Regions from separate parts of the Rattus norvegicus genome. Here region 2 is linked to region 1. Evidence: chromatin contacts called from public Hi-C data. All regions are on one chromosome and are shown on one strand. The core of a region is the stretch at or near the end of the contact, and the rest is flanking DNA. Distances in the headings are between cores, read along the strand shown.

The links. A called contact is a pair of places that touch in the nucleus more often than the background predicts.
Region 2: a contact with region 1 is called in a Hi-C map of liver, with 2.2 times the contacts expected there. The contact joins the enhancer-like site here to the promoter of Fbrsl1 in region 1. A contact is called at or near these places in 4 of 12 Hi-C or Micro-C datasets (the Rat2 cell line, kidney, liver and 1 more).

The regions. Positions count from the first base shown.
Region 1 is chr12:51,888,778-51,894,777 of GRCr8, forward strand. Fbrsl1 (fibrosin-like 1) reads left to right here and starts at 2,458. Exons shown (of 19, transcript XM_017598560.3): 1 at 2,458-3,132. The coding sequence starts at 2,845.
Region 2 is chr12:51,948,954-51,954,953 of GRCr8, forward strand. The region is part of intron 5 of Fbrsl1 (fibrosin-like 1); the gene reads left to right. Among named protein-coding and RNA genes, the nearest start is that of Lrcol1, 46 kb to the right of the region's middle. Within about 2 kb of position 3,663, at least 68 of the 93 cell types and tissues checked have an H3K27ac peak or open chromatin away from gene starts, as enhancers often do. A contact at or near this core is called in kidney and liver, where this site is marked.

The DNA of each region.
Region 1 (6,000 bases), core at 1,208-3,707:
TTTTCTAAGAAATGACTTGTTTTTGTTTTTTATGTGCATTGGTGTCTTGCCTGCATGAATGCCTGTATGAGGCTGTTGGATACCCTAGAGCTTGTATTAGAAACAACTGAGGTGCCATCTAGGTGGTCTGGAAAAGCAGCCCATATTCTTAATCACTGAGCCATCTCTTCAGCGCCTCAACAACCAAATCTTTTAAGAGCTAATCCTGGAGAGGTGGCTGAGGTTAAGAATACTTGGCTACTCTTCCAGAGGACCTGGGTTCAATTCTCAGCACCCACATGGCAGCTCACCACTATCTGTAAATCCAGTTCAGGGACCAGATACCCTGATACAGACATACAAGTGGGCAAAACACCAATGCACATAAAATAAAAATAAGCAAATTTAAAAAAGAAAGAGTTACTTCAAATGGACCTGACAAGACCTGAACTGGAGGCATCAGTTTACAGACACCAGAAGGTGGGGCTTCCACTTACAGTTAGGATTATCATTTCCACTAAGAAACTAGTATAAGGGCTGGAGAGATGGCTTAGCGGTTAAGAGCACTGACTGCTCTTCCAGAGGTCCTGAGTTCAAATCCCAGCAACCACATGGTCATAACAATCTGTAATGGGATCTGATGCCCTCTTCTGTTGTGTAAGTTATATATAATAAATAAATCCTTTAAAAATTGCATCAACAACTTTATCAAGTCTTTGCCAAGCTGGGTGAACAAAATGACCCTCTAAGTGGAAGCAAATGAAGAATGTCCCAGCCCCTCTTAGGCCTGCCTCCCTTTCTCCCTGTGTCTGTGGGAGAAAATCAGTACACATGTCTTTCCTTAGCAAACCTCCTCTAGGGAACAACTGAGCTACAGCCCTATTCCTCCAGGGTGGCCATGACTGGTCTCTAAGTTGGAAATGAATTAACAGTGTCTTTAATCCCGGGAGAGCTAAGGAAATTGGGAAGAAACCCAGAAAGAAAGTTCTTCCTAGCCTGGTCTCTGGAGCCCCTGCCTTTCACTGAGGCATTGCATCAGAGAATATAGGAGACCTGGTAAGCAAGGATACCTGTTATTTCTGTTGAAAACTTAAAAAAACTGGGTCTCAGCCCTTGTTTTTGGAGTAGAAAAGGGTTGACCTAGGGGAGGGAATCTCCCGGCAAGCTGGGGGTGTGGTGGTCTTGGGAGGAGGTGTCTAAAAGAGAATAGAGTGAGCAGGAATGAGAAGCTGCTTTGGTTTGTGTCTTCCGAACAAGGTTCTTAGCTAGTTAGACTGTTTTCATAATAAAATCTGGAATGGGAAGAGGAGGGAGGCTTCCACCCCCTCACCCTGGTTAGGCTGGCAGGTATGCTGGTCCTGTGTTATTATGTGAAAGAAGAGCACTTGTGGATGGTACGCCATGTTCCCAGATGCCCCAAGGGACAGAGTGGCAGAGAGCCTGTGGCCCTTCTCAGCAGTCAGATAATGTGCACTTGAGGTCCTGTCCAGGGGCTTTCTCCAGCTGTGACTGCTTCTTTTCAGGGCCTCTGCTGCTAAGATGTAGGCATGGCTCAGTGTTCCTTTTCACTCAGTGCCCAAGCTGTAACAACCTCCCCTTTCTTCCTGTCAAATGTTCCCATTTCTCAAGGCCATCAAAGCACCTCAGAGGTTTCTGGGTAATTGTTGTGTGAATTAGTGGTCGGTTCCATGTGACATTCCAACTGGGGAAGTTGCTGAGGAAACCCACGGTTTTGTCTAGCTTTGAACTTCCTAGCAGCAGTCCCCAGGTCCTTGACTAGTGTAGGCAGGTCTCTAAGGAAAGCATACTCGAGGCCGGAGGGTTTTAAGAGAGCTACCTAATTTAGCTTGGGGACCAGGGTGAGACTGGGTTTGAGGGTTTGCAGGTGGAGGATGACATACTCGACGCTTACAGGACTCCACCACTGTGGACTCCAGAACTGACCAGCCTACTCTCTCACAGGCTTACACTCAGTTTGCCGGAAGCTGCTGTAGGTGCATAGACCCATCACCTCCTAGGTGAAAGGCGGAAGGGGCGGCGCCCACCGCCACAAACTCGAAGCTGGTGGCTGGGTAGTATAAGTATCTGAGCGCTAATTGCCTACTAGGCGTGGTCAGTGAGGCGGGGCTTGAAGTGGGCGGGATCTGACCAGGACTAACCTCAGCGTCCTGCACAGGTGAGCAGGACCGGAAGGCAAGGGCGGGGCTTAAGGAACTGAGAGCTTAGACAAGAGAGGTGGAGCCCGGAAGAATGGGGCGTGGTCTGACGGGGATGGGGGCGGAATTCTAAAGAGAAGTGCGCAAACGGGTGTGGCCTGTTGCGGGGGCGGGGCAAAGGGAAAACCCCCTCCCGGGGCGGGGCTTAATGTGAAAGGGCGAGGGGCAGCTCAGCGCAGAGCCATCTAGTCCGGAAGGGCGGGGTCAGGGCGGGGCCAGGGTGGGGCGGAGTCGACGGGTCAGCCTCCCCCAGCTGCGCCCGCTTCCTCTGGCACTCCGGCCCGGCGGAAGTGCGTCAGTTGTTATCCGCTCTGGCCGCTGCCACTACTGTGTCTGCCTCACCGTCCCGGTGCTCAGAAGCTCCGCCACCCGCCGTCCTCGGCCGCCCACTGCTGCTGCCCGCCGGTCGCCATGGGTTGTGTCCCTGGGGGCCTGGTCTAGGGCCGCTGAGAGCCCGCCGCATTCCGGTGCGCCGGGCCGGGACCCGGGGTCCTAGCCCGCGCGGCGTCCAGTGCTGAGAGCCCGCGCCCGGCATGCCCGTCCCGGCCCCGAGCCCGCCCCGGCCCCGAGCCCGCACGGCGCCCTCGCAGCCCGGCGGCACGGCGTAGCAGGCGGCGCGGGGCGCCAAGGTCACCGCCGCGGCGCCGCCATGGAGGCCAAGGTCCGGCCGAGCCGGCGTTCGCGCGCGCAGCGAGATCGCGGCCGGCGTCGGGAAGCTGCCCGGGACGCCCGCGCGCAGAGCCCGTCGTCCGGTGAGGAGCCAGAGCCCAGTCCTGGCAAGGAGAACGCGGGACTCCACGGCGCGCCGCCTCAGCGCCCTACGCCTCTGCGCGCTGCGCGCCCCCCGCGGCGCCGTCGCCGCGAGTCCAGCTCGCAGGAGGAGGAGGTTATTGACGGCTTCGCTATAGCCAGCTTCAGCACCCTGGAGGCCCTGGAGGTAGGTGGGCTGGAAGGCCAGACCCGGGACCAAGGAAACCCATATGCACGCCTCCTGGGCCCGCGCTGCACCTTGCCAGGAAGAGGACCTGGAGTGAGGGGTGTGTGGAAGGACTTAAAGCATGCCAACCAAGCGGGCTTTGCAGCGGTTGTTACTTGTTGCCAAGTTAACGCTGCGTCCGGGACCAGCTGGGGAGTTGGACAGTGTTGAGCCTCGGGAGGCAGCGATGATAAGGTGGACACTTGGGGATTCTTCCTGTTGGGTGATCTCTTAAGGGTTGTTTGGATGAGACCGGGAGTCAAATCCTTCTTGGTGACTACTTATTGCATGGGTATAAGTAATAGGTTTTCTAAAAATACATGTCTGAATGAGTTGTCATGCACAGTATTTGCTGAGCAAAGTGTCCTTCCTATCTTAGGAGAGAAGGAAGTGAGAGAGATGGTCAGCGAGTGAGTGAGTGAGTGGGCGAGCGGGTAGCCACTGTGTCTCTGGACAAGTGGTTGGAAATGCCGGTCAGGCCTAAAGAGCACTAGCAGAACCTTCAGAGGCCCCTAGGAATGCAGAGTGAACACCTTGGGAACCATATCTCACTCCCTGGGCTGTGGTCTTAGGGACAACTGCAACCCTTCTCACTCTTGCCCTGACTGATATCTGCGATTCCCCACTTTCAGGCCAAGCTTGAGAAAGGGGAGTTGGTCATGGCATGTTTAAATTGAGCCCCCCCCCCATTTCATATCCTAATTCTGGGGTCCGCTGGGTCTGTAGAGCTCAGTGAGGGTGGGATGGTGATGGCCACCATGAGTAGCCCTGAGTTGGGTTTGTTCCATACACATTTGAATGAATGCAGGGCCGAGGCACACCTTGTGTTCAGCCCTTGTGTCTTTTGGGGAACACAAGAGATGAGTTCTGGGCCGAAGCCAAAGATCTTAAACTAAGACGATTTTGTGGGGTGTGTTGTCTTGTGTCTGGTGCTGATGTGCTAAGACATATGAAGGCTTCGGGTTTCTGCTTTAGGCATGATAATGACAGTCAGACACTGTGCTAAAGCTCCTACATTACAACCATGGTGCTACCACACGCTCCAGATCTGTAATCTCAATTCCTACCTTGCCACGCCTGTGTCTGCTGGGCCCATAAAGAGCTCCAAAGAGCCTGTAGATGCATTTAGCCTTTTCCGCATTTCTTCTTTGGGCCTCTCTGGGTCTTGGGGTTTACCGCCTCACCTTAAATGCTCTGTCTATCTGTGTATTGTTTGTATTGTACAGCTTAACTCAGCCGTCGATTTAAAATCTCATCTGAAGAAGGTATTCTTAATTCCATTCACCTTACCTTTTGGTTTCGCCTTCTCCCACTCTGTGGAGACTTGACTGGTATCCCTGGATTTTCTGCCCCTCAAACTTGTCAATGGGAGAATTGTGACTACAGGTTCCCCCAGTACCCAGAAGGAAACAACCAAGACTCAACATAGTGAGAAATGAATACCTGTGAAAGGAGGAATAGCCCTTGAAGTCCAGAGTTACTGCCTTAAGGCCACACATCACACTGTCATTAGAACAGCCCATTTGTATCTAGTAGTCTGCTTGTGTTGGCTCCGCTTGTGTTCTCTGGCCTTTCCCCTCCTCTTCTAGGCCACATATATAGAGAGTTGACTCATACAATCTTACTGCTTACTCCAGGTTCTGCCTTACACCTCATGCGCAGCCTCACTTCTGACCTTTCTGAGTTTGGCCTTGGGAAGTACTTGATATCTGGACAGGTCATAGTATCTAGATCATGTCTAGAAGAGTTTTGCTGGTCTCATTTACTGAAACTAGTTTTTCTCCCTGAAGTCAAGTAATTTATAACCCCATCCTATCACAGTGGTGACTAGTTCACTCTGCCAGTTGTCTTTACAGATACGAATTCATTTATCCCATCAAATGACCTTATAAGCAGGTTTGGACACTCCCCACTCTATAGATGAGAGATCCGAGACACAAGAAGACTGGAGTTTACAGTCTGTTCTGCTGCTGGTTCCCTTGCTCTGCAGCCTCCCTCATTTGCTGGGGGAGATGGCCTGCCACATTCTCAGGACCAACAGGACTCCAGCACAGAGAGAGAGCGCTTCTCAACAGTGACTTTAGGATCCCCACATGCTATGACATTATTTGAGTGTCAGCAAAGTCTACATAATCCCCCCAAAGGTAGTTCAGTATATGTGAATGACTTGTGGGATGTATGGGAGAATGTCCCATTAACTTATTTGAAAATGTGTGTGTAGGCTCCCTGTGCCGGGGCACCCTCAGATATCTCTGTTCATCTCCCTTTGTCCTTGTAGGGGTTGCAACCTTTGACTCTTGTATCTGTGAGGATAACTACCTTCCCAAATGTCATGGTGGTGATTGTTGGCTAGAGAGGATGCAGTGTGATACTTAACCACAGATTTAAACTAAGAGCCTCATGCTGTAACTGAGGGCATTCGAGCTGGTCTTCTCTTAACATGTTGGGGAGTGAAGGGCAGGGATCCATAGACCCTTGGTTCCTCCCTCTGGCATTTAGGAAAAATAGATTTTCTTCCTTGTGACAGTTCTCTTTCTGTACTGACAAAGGTAAGAGGACACTGTGCTCCCATCACCCTGCAGTGAAAAGGGTGAGGACCTGGTTTAGGGACAGAAGCATCCTCTCCACTCAGTCCATGTGCCTTAGGTCACTGAACAAGTTGTGCCGGTACCTGTATTTCTAGGAGGCTGACTTATCCCGGCATTCAGCCCCAGGCAGACAAGCACTTTCTATCCCTTAGAGCTAAGACTATGGGGAGCAGGGCTCAGGTCCATGTGGCTTTAAGGTGGCCAGCATCCAGAGCACTAGTTTTTTACTACTATCCCCAAG
Region 2 (6,000 bases), core at 2,413-4,912, 61 kb after region 1:
ACTGAACACATATCCTGGCGAGTCTTTAGACATGTCATGGGCTCCACCTCAGGCTGGGTTCCACCTCAGACAGGTGAGTGGGACTGGCAGGAATGGGTTCAGAGATCAGCAGGTGAAGCCTGGCGTGGTGGCGTATACCTGTAACCTCAGCATTTGTGTGGCTGAGGCAGAACCAGGCCAGCTTGGGCTACATAGTAACATCCTGTCTAGAAAAAGGAAGCGAGGAAAGAACAGGCGAGAGGCGTGTTCATGTAGCTCATGTGTAGTCATTGGAATGTAGCTTAACTGGGGGTGAGGAGGTGGCTTTCTTCACGACTGCAGCCAGAGCCAAAAGCTCAACATTCTGCAGTATTCTTTCCTGTGCCCATGCCTCCCCTCTACCAGGCCCCAGAGCATACACAAACTGGTTTTTGCCTTCAGCCCCCACCAGGGGTGACCACAAACCACAGGGATCTCAGGCTGCCAGGGACTCTCCAAGCCTGTTTCCTTGCCTGAAAAATGGAGAAAATAAAAGTTCCTCCTCCCTTGACACAGCCGTGAGGCAAGAGAGCTGTGTTGACCATGGCCTTGAACAGGCTGGCTATGGCTTTCTGATGGCTAATGTTTGGCAACCACTAATAAACATGCAGCTGTGTTCCACTCTCTCAAAGAAGCAAGTGGCTTTTGGTAAGAGGGTCATATTTTTTTCTAACAAAGCAATATAGGGCTGGTCTAAACACTGTCCCTTGCTGAGCACTGAAGTCCCCCATACTGGAACCCAACAGTCCAAAGTCAAGGTGCTGCAGGGCCTGTCCATCTACAGGCCCTGAGTTTACCCTCCCTTGCCCAGGTCCTGGCAGCTTCAGGGTATCTCTGAGTTGTGGCCACCTCCCCAAGTCTCTGACCATCCTCTCATGACTACAAGTCTTTATAGAGTCTCTTATGGTAATTCTCAAAGCATGGTCTACAGGTCCACAGATGCTGGGTGTTCTCAAGGTCATCTATTAATGGACACTTATAGGCAGCACGTTTTGCCACTCACCACACTGTTGAACATAAAGCTCCTGCCCTTGGCCCAGGAAGCCGCCATCACCCCGATGTCCTGCTCAACTGGCTCAGGTGCTCACGTCAGATCTACAGGACAGAACCAACAACTCCCCAGATTCCAACACACCACCTGTGCCCGTGCCTCTGCTGGAGGCCACTGTTCCATAGCCACATCTCACAGTTCTTTGCCCTGTGGCCTCAGACTCAGCTTCTGAGGGATTGTCTTCACAGAGTAACAGCCAAAAGGGAGAAGCTCTTCCCTGGAATGTGATCCTATCACAGGGCAGGCCCTCAGGGAGGCTCAGGTACTAGCTTTAGTCAAGTGAAGGTTGGGGTACTCAGGGGTGTCACAATAGCACAGCCCAAAGGACTCCAGGTAGTCCCAGCATCTCTCAGTTCCAGGGGAAGCCCCTCAGTGCTCACATCTTCCCCTAGAGTCATGGAATGTTGACGGAGTAAGTTATAATGTGAGTTGTTGAACTCACGTGGGTTTTGGATAAATGTGCCCCAATACCACTGTTAAGCCCCAGTGGATTATAGATATTTGGTTTGGAAGCCTGATATTTGATATCAGTGTTACCTCTAGCGGCTGCCTTTATTTCCCATGATAATCTATTCTCCCTCCACTTCCTTCTCAATTTCTAACCTCATTAAACCTCTCATATCACAGTTATTTTCCTTCCTAAACAAAATTAGACAGGCCTGCCCCAGGTTCTGAAAGTCTAATTTTACTTCCATACCAGGGTGGGAGGCTTGTGAACAGGGCTCAGGGCCTGTCTCTTGCTGTGAGTTTTAAGCCGTTGGTTGGATTGATCTCTCTTCAAGGGCTCTTCTGCCAAAGATAGCCTCGGGAGTGACAAGAAATGACAATCATAATTGTTATGCGATAACAACTCCTCTGTGGTTTGGATGTGTGAGTAGACGAGGCCCCATAGAAGGGAACCTCAGGGCAGGGTCTTGCCCTAAGAGAGGATAGACCCCAAGTTTCTCCAGTAGCACTCATGCGTTTACGGCCTGTGCTCTTCCATTCCATTCATTCCTGGGACCCAAATACTGCCAAGAGTGGTACTTTCCACCCTGGCATTCACCTATGCTATGAGACTGCCATTGTCATACCTCTGGGCCTTTCTGTCTGTGGCTCTCTTCTGTAGATGATACCAGGAGAAATAAACCTTTCCAGGCTAAGAGTGTACCACTCTCCTACAGACTCAATTGAAAACCAGAACACAGCAACTCTCAGAGCAGTGGTGCTTAGCAGAAACTACACCAGGGCTTGGATGGATGAGACAGTATAGCACTTGCCTCCCCTGGGCTCTGGAGGGCCGATGGGCCAGCTAGCCAAGTCAGCCAGTTAGTACAGAGTGAAGTCCCAGGAGCAGGCCATAGCTGGAGGGTCCTGCCCTGGGCCAGGCATCCAGAAAGAGACACATGTACCCCTTTCCCGTACATCCCTGCCGACCTTTCTGTAGCCCTTACCGTGGTGTGTGTAAGGATCACTTCAGGTGACCATGCTCTGTCACTGCTCCTCAGCTCTGACTCCCTACAGCCAGTCCACTCCCATCCCAGGAGGAACTTGGCCTACTGAATCCTGGCCCCTGGAACCAGACTCTTGACCATATCAGTCTCTCCTCCCTGTCAGTTTTCTGATTGCTGACTGGTGCTTGTGAGAATGTGGCTGTTAGGCATCTAGCACAGCCGTTTTTGTTGTTTTGTTTTGTGGGAGCAAATAACAGGATTTGGTGGTGATTTTGCTTTTGTTATTTTTTTTCCTTTGTAAGGAGAGGACCTTTATTTGGTAAATAAGTCAAACATAATGAAAGAGCTGAAGATACTGTTGACACTTCTGACAGGTCTCCAGTTATCACTGGATTTCCAAGAGCTGCAGTTGTAAAGATAAATGCTGGTTCTACCTCTAATGCACCCCGTGGAGCTGGCTCCCACAGGCCTAGCAATGGCTGAATTCCCACAAAGTGGATGCCCATGCTGGACCAGGCCTCTGAAGCCCAAGTAGGGGTCCTTCTTCCACCTCAAGCTTTGTGTGGGTCCTTGAATTTCAAGGGCCTTTGCATGGAATTGCAGAGCTCTGTGTTTCACCTGTGTGCGTGCTGTACTTGAAGGGCTCGTTGTGCTAAGGTCTGTGTGGCAGGCAAGCATACTCAGCTTCTTTGTGGACTCTGGGCAGCTCTCCTGTCCTCACAAACAAACAAGCAAGCAAACAAAACTAGATGCTTTGTGTCTCCAGCCTTCTGTAAAGTAACTAGGGCTCGGGGGTAGCCCTGGCGCCACAGCCCTTTTCAGCGTGGGATGGCTTAGAGTCAGATCTGGATTCAAAGCAAAAACGGGGTTGGTTGGCACATTTGCTGTTGGCTCTGGGGATCCTGTCAGCCCTTCATACCCCAGCTCCTGGACTTGCCAGTGGTCTCGCTTCTTTCTGGCGCTGTTTCCCTTAATGTAAGTGGAGTGCCAGTTGTCTGTAACTTGTTTTTGTGATGATCATGGAGTAGAGCCCACGGGCGTTTCTTGTGGCCATTGAACGCTGAGCCTGGGGTACCACTGGGTCAGATCAGACAGACAACCGTCCTGTGCGCGCAGATCTGCGCCTCGGGGCTGGATTAGTTGGGCCTGCCCGTGCCCCGCCCACACAGCGCTCCGCCTGCCCGCGCCACCACCACCCCGCCCGCCGGACGGCTCCTGGCGGCTTTGCCCAGAGCGCCGGCAGCGCTCAGAGAAGGCGCGGGGTCTTGTGCGCCTCGCGCGTCCCCGGCCCGGGTTCTGGCTAAGCTGGGCATGCAGAAAGAGACTCCCTGGATGGCAGGCCCGCGGGAGTTTCTCTGCCACCCGCGTCCGTGCAGCACCTAGGATTGAGACCATCGACGAACGCAGAGAAGCGCGCAGGATCTGGGTGCCCGAGAGGTCAGTTCGCGAAGAGCAAAGCGGGACTTAGGGTATCGCAGGTGGGGAAGCACCGACTCCTTAAAGGAACGGACAAGAGGACGACTCTGGAAATCCCGCTCACGCATCCTCCACCGGAGCAGGTTCCTCAGAGTCCCCGTGTTCCCGCGGCTGCACCTGGGGCGCCTGTGGTGGCAAGCGGCAGGGTGTTGTCTGGCGAGGGTCCTGGGTCCATCAGGCGCGCGGTGTAGGCAGGCGGAGTACGGTAGGGGCGCGCGTCTTTGTCTGCGCCCCAGTGCTCAGTCCGCCACCGAGTGCGTGGTGCCTTGCTTACCTGCCTGGAGTTGAGTTCTTTGTCTGGGGCGGGGTGCGGCCAATGCTATGTTTCTTATCTGATCCGAGAGCTGTCCCTAGCGTCCAATAAGTCTCAAACAAAGCACGCGGTGACCCTATCCCCGAGCCATATTGACGCCCCTTGGAGGATTAGTGGTGTCTTCTTGCCAGACGTGCCTTTTGCGTGGTCCCACAAGCCTGCAGCCTGGGAATTTCCCACATGCGTCTTAGAATGACGGGATCGCATTCTTTTCTTCTGTACTCTGGCTCCACACCAAGATTGGAGGAGAACTGCGTACCTGCGTCTCATCCCTGTAGATAATGCCCAGAAAGTTATTAACGCAAGTCTGTTGGCCTCTATGAGACACCTGTCTTGGCCTGGCTAGCCAGCCAGCTCTGGAGTTTGGCAGAAAGGGCTTGTCTGCCTAGGAAGGCAGTCACTCAGACTTCTACCATTCCACCACTGGTTCCCCGGGAAGTCCTGGAAACTGGAGTCTTCTGGGTCAGAGCTTTCCTGAATGAGAGTGACCAGCCTGGCCACGTGTGGGGACCCCCCCCCCCCCCCCGCCCCGGCAAAGCACTAGGATGCTTGCATGCACCCCTGGTCTTCCTCAGCAGATTTGCCTGTGCCTGGAGGGAGTTGGCTGGCCATGCCAGGCACTGTTCTATGATGGAGAGAATATGCCACCCCTGCTTTTCCTTACTCTGCTCCCCACCCCTTTCCCTCTCCTGGAGTCTGGATCATAGATCTAGGTCCATAGAAAGTTTGGGTTTCACATCTACCCTTGGGGAAAACAGTTCTCTGCTGGGATCCCCACCCCCCAGGAACATTCATTGCTTACAAGTCATTAGATCTCAATTAGAGGCAGGCAGAGTAGGGGTCGTTCTCCCCACCCAAATTTGAGTTGTTTCACTGCTTGCTTGCTTGTCTTACACCCTAAGCTTTGGAAGTTTCCTTTTGGCTTGGATGTGGAATTGCAGATCCTGACCTTGATGGCTTGTTTCATTTTCCTAATTGAGAGGTCACAGTTCTTCTTTTCTGGCTTGCAGGGGCCCACGCTTACTTGGAAGCTACATGTGTGCAGAGTCCCAAGATGGGCATGCAGACTTTGTAGTAAGGGCTGGGTGGCACCAAGAGGCCCTGTCAGTGGGGCTGATAGTGGTGGACCTAGGGCAGCCCCCTCAGAGGAAGGCCAGCTGCTGTCCATCCCCTGGTGCCTTCGGGGCTGGTTATGTAGAGGGCCCCAAGAGTTGGGGTTCCTAGAGCTGCTGCACAGGCGGCTACAGATAATCAGCAGGACAGGCTCAGTCAGGCCCGACTCCAGAGGAGCTGCATGAGGTGCCAAGAGAGCTCCGTGGGGAGCATGCATGGTGGGTGGCTCTGTGTGCAGAATAGGATAGGATAGGAGGATCCAGAGATTCTACAGGATTCCACTACAGTCAGTGGAGTCTGTGCTCTGGTCTGGGGTAAGCCTTATGTTTTCTCAGCTGGGTGCCATTGTTCTGATTTGGTTTGCTATAAAGAACTTTGTAAAGGCTACGGTAGCCCAAATAGTCCTTGTACAGGAACTGATGACAAAGTGGCCCACCTGAGCTCTGATGGGGACATGACAGAACCTCCTGGAGCCCTGGGTGTCCTGGCAGACAGAGCAAGGCAGTAGGGGCAGGGCTTGGTCAGGACCCTGGTGTACCTGTCTGCAGACCAGAGTGATATGTAAACAGCTGATTCTAACCCCATCAGGCCCCCTT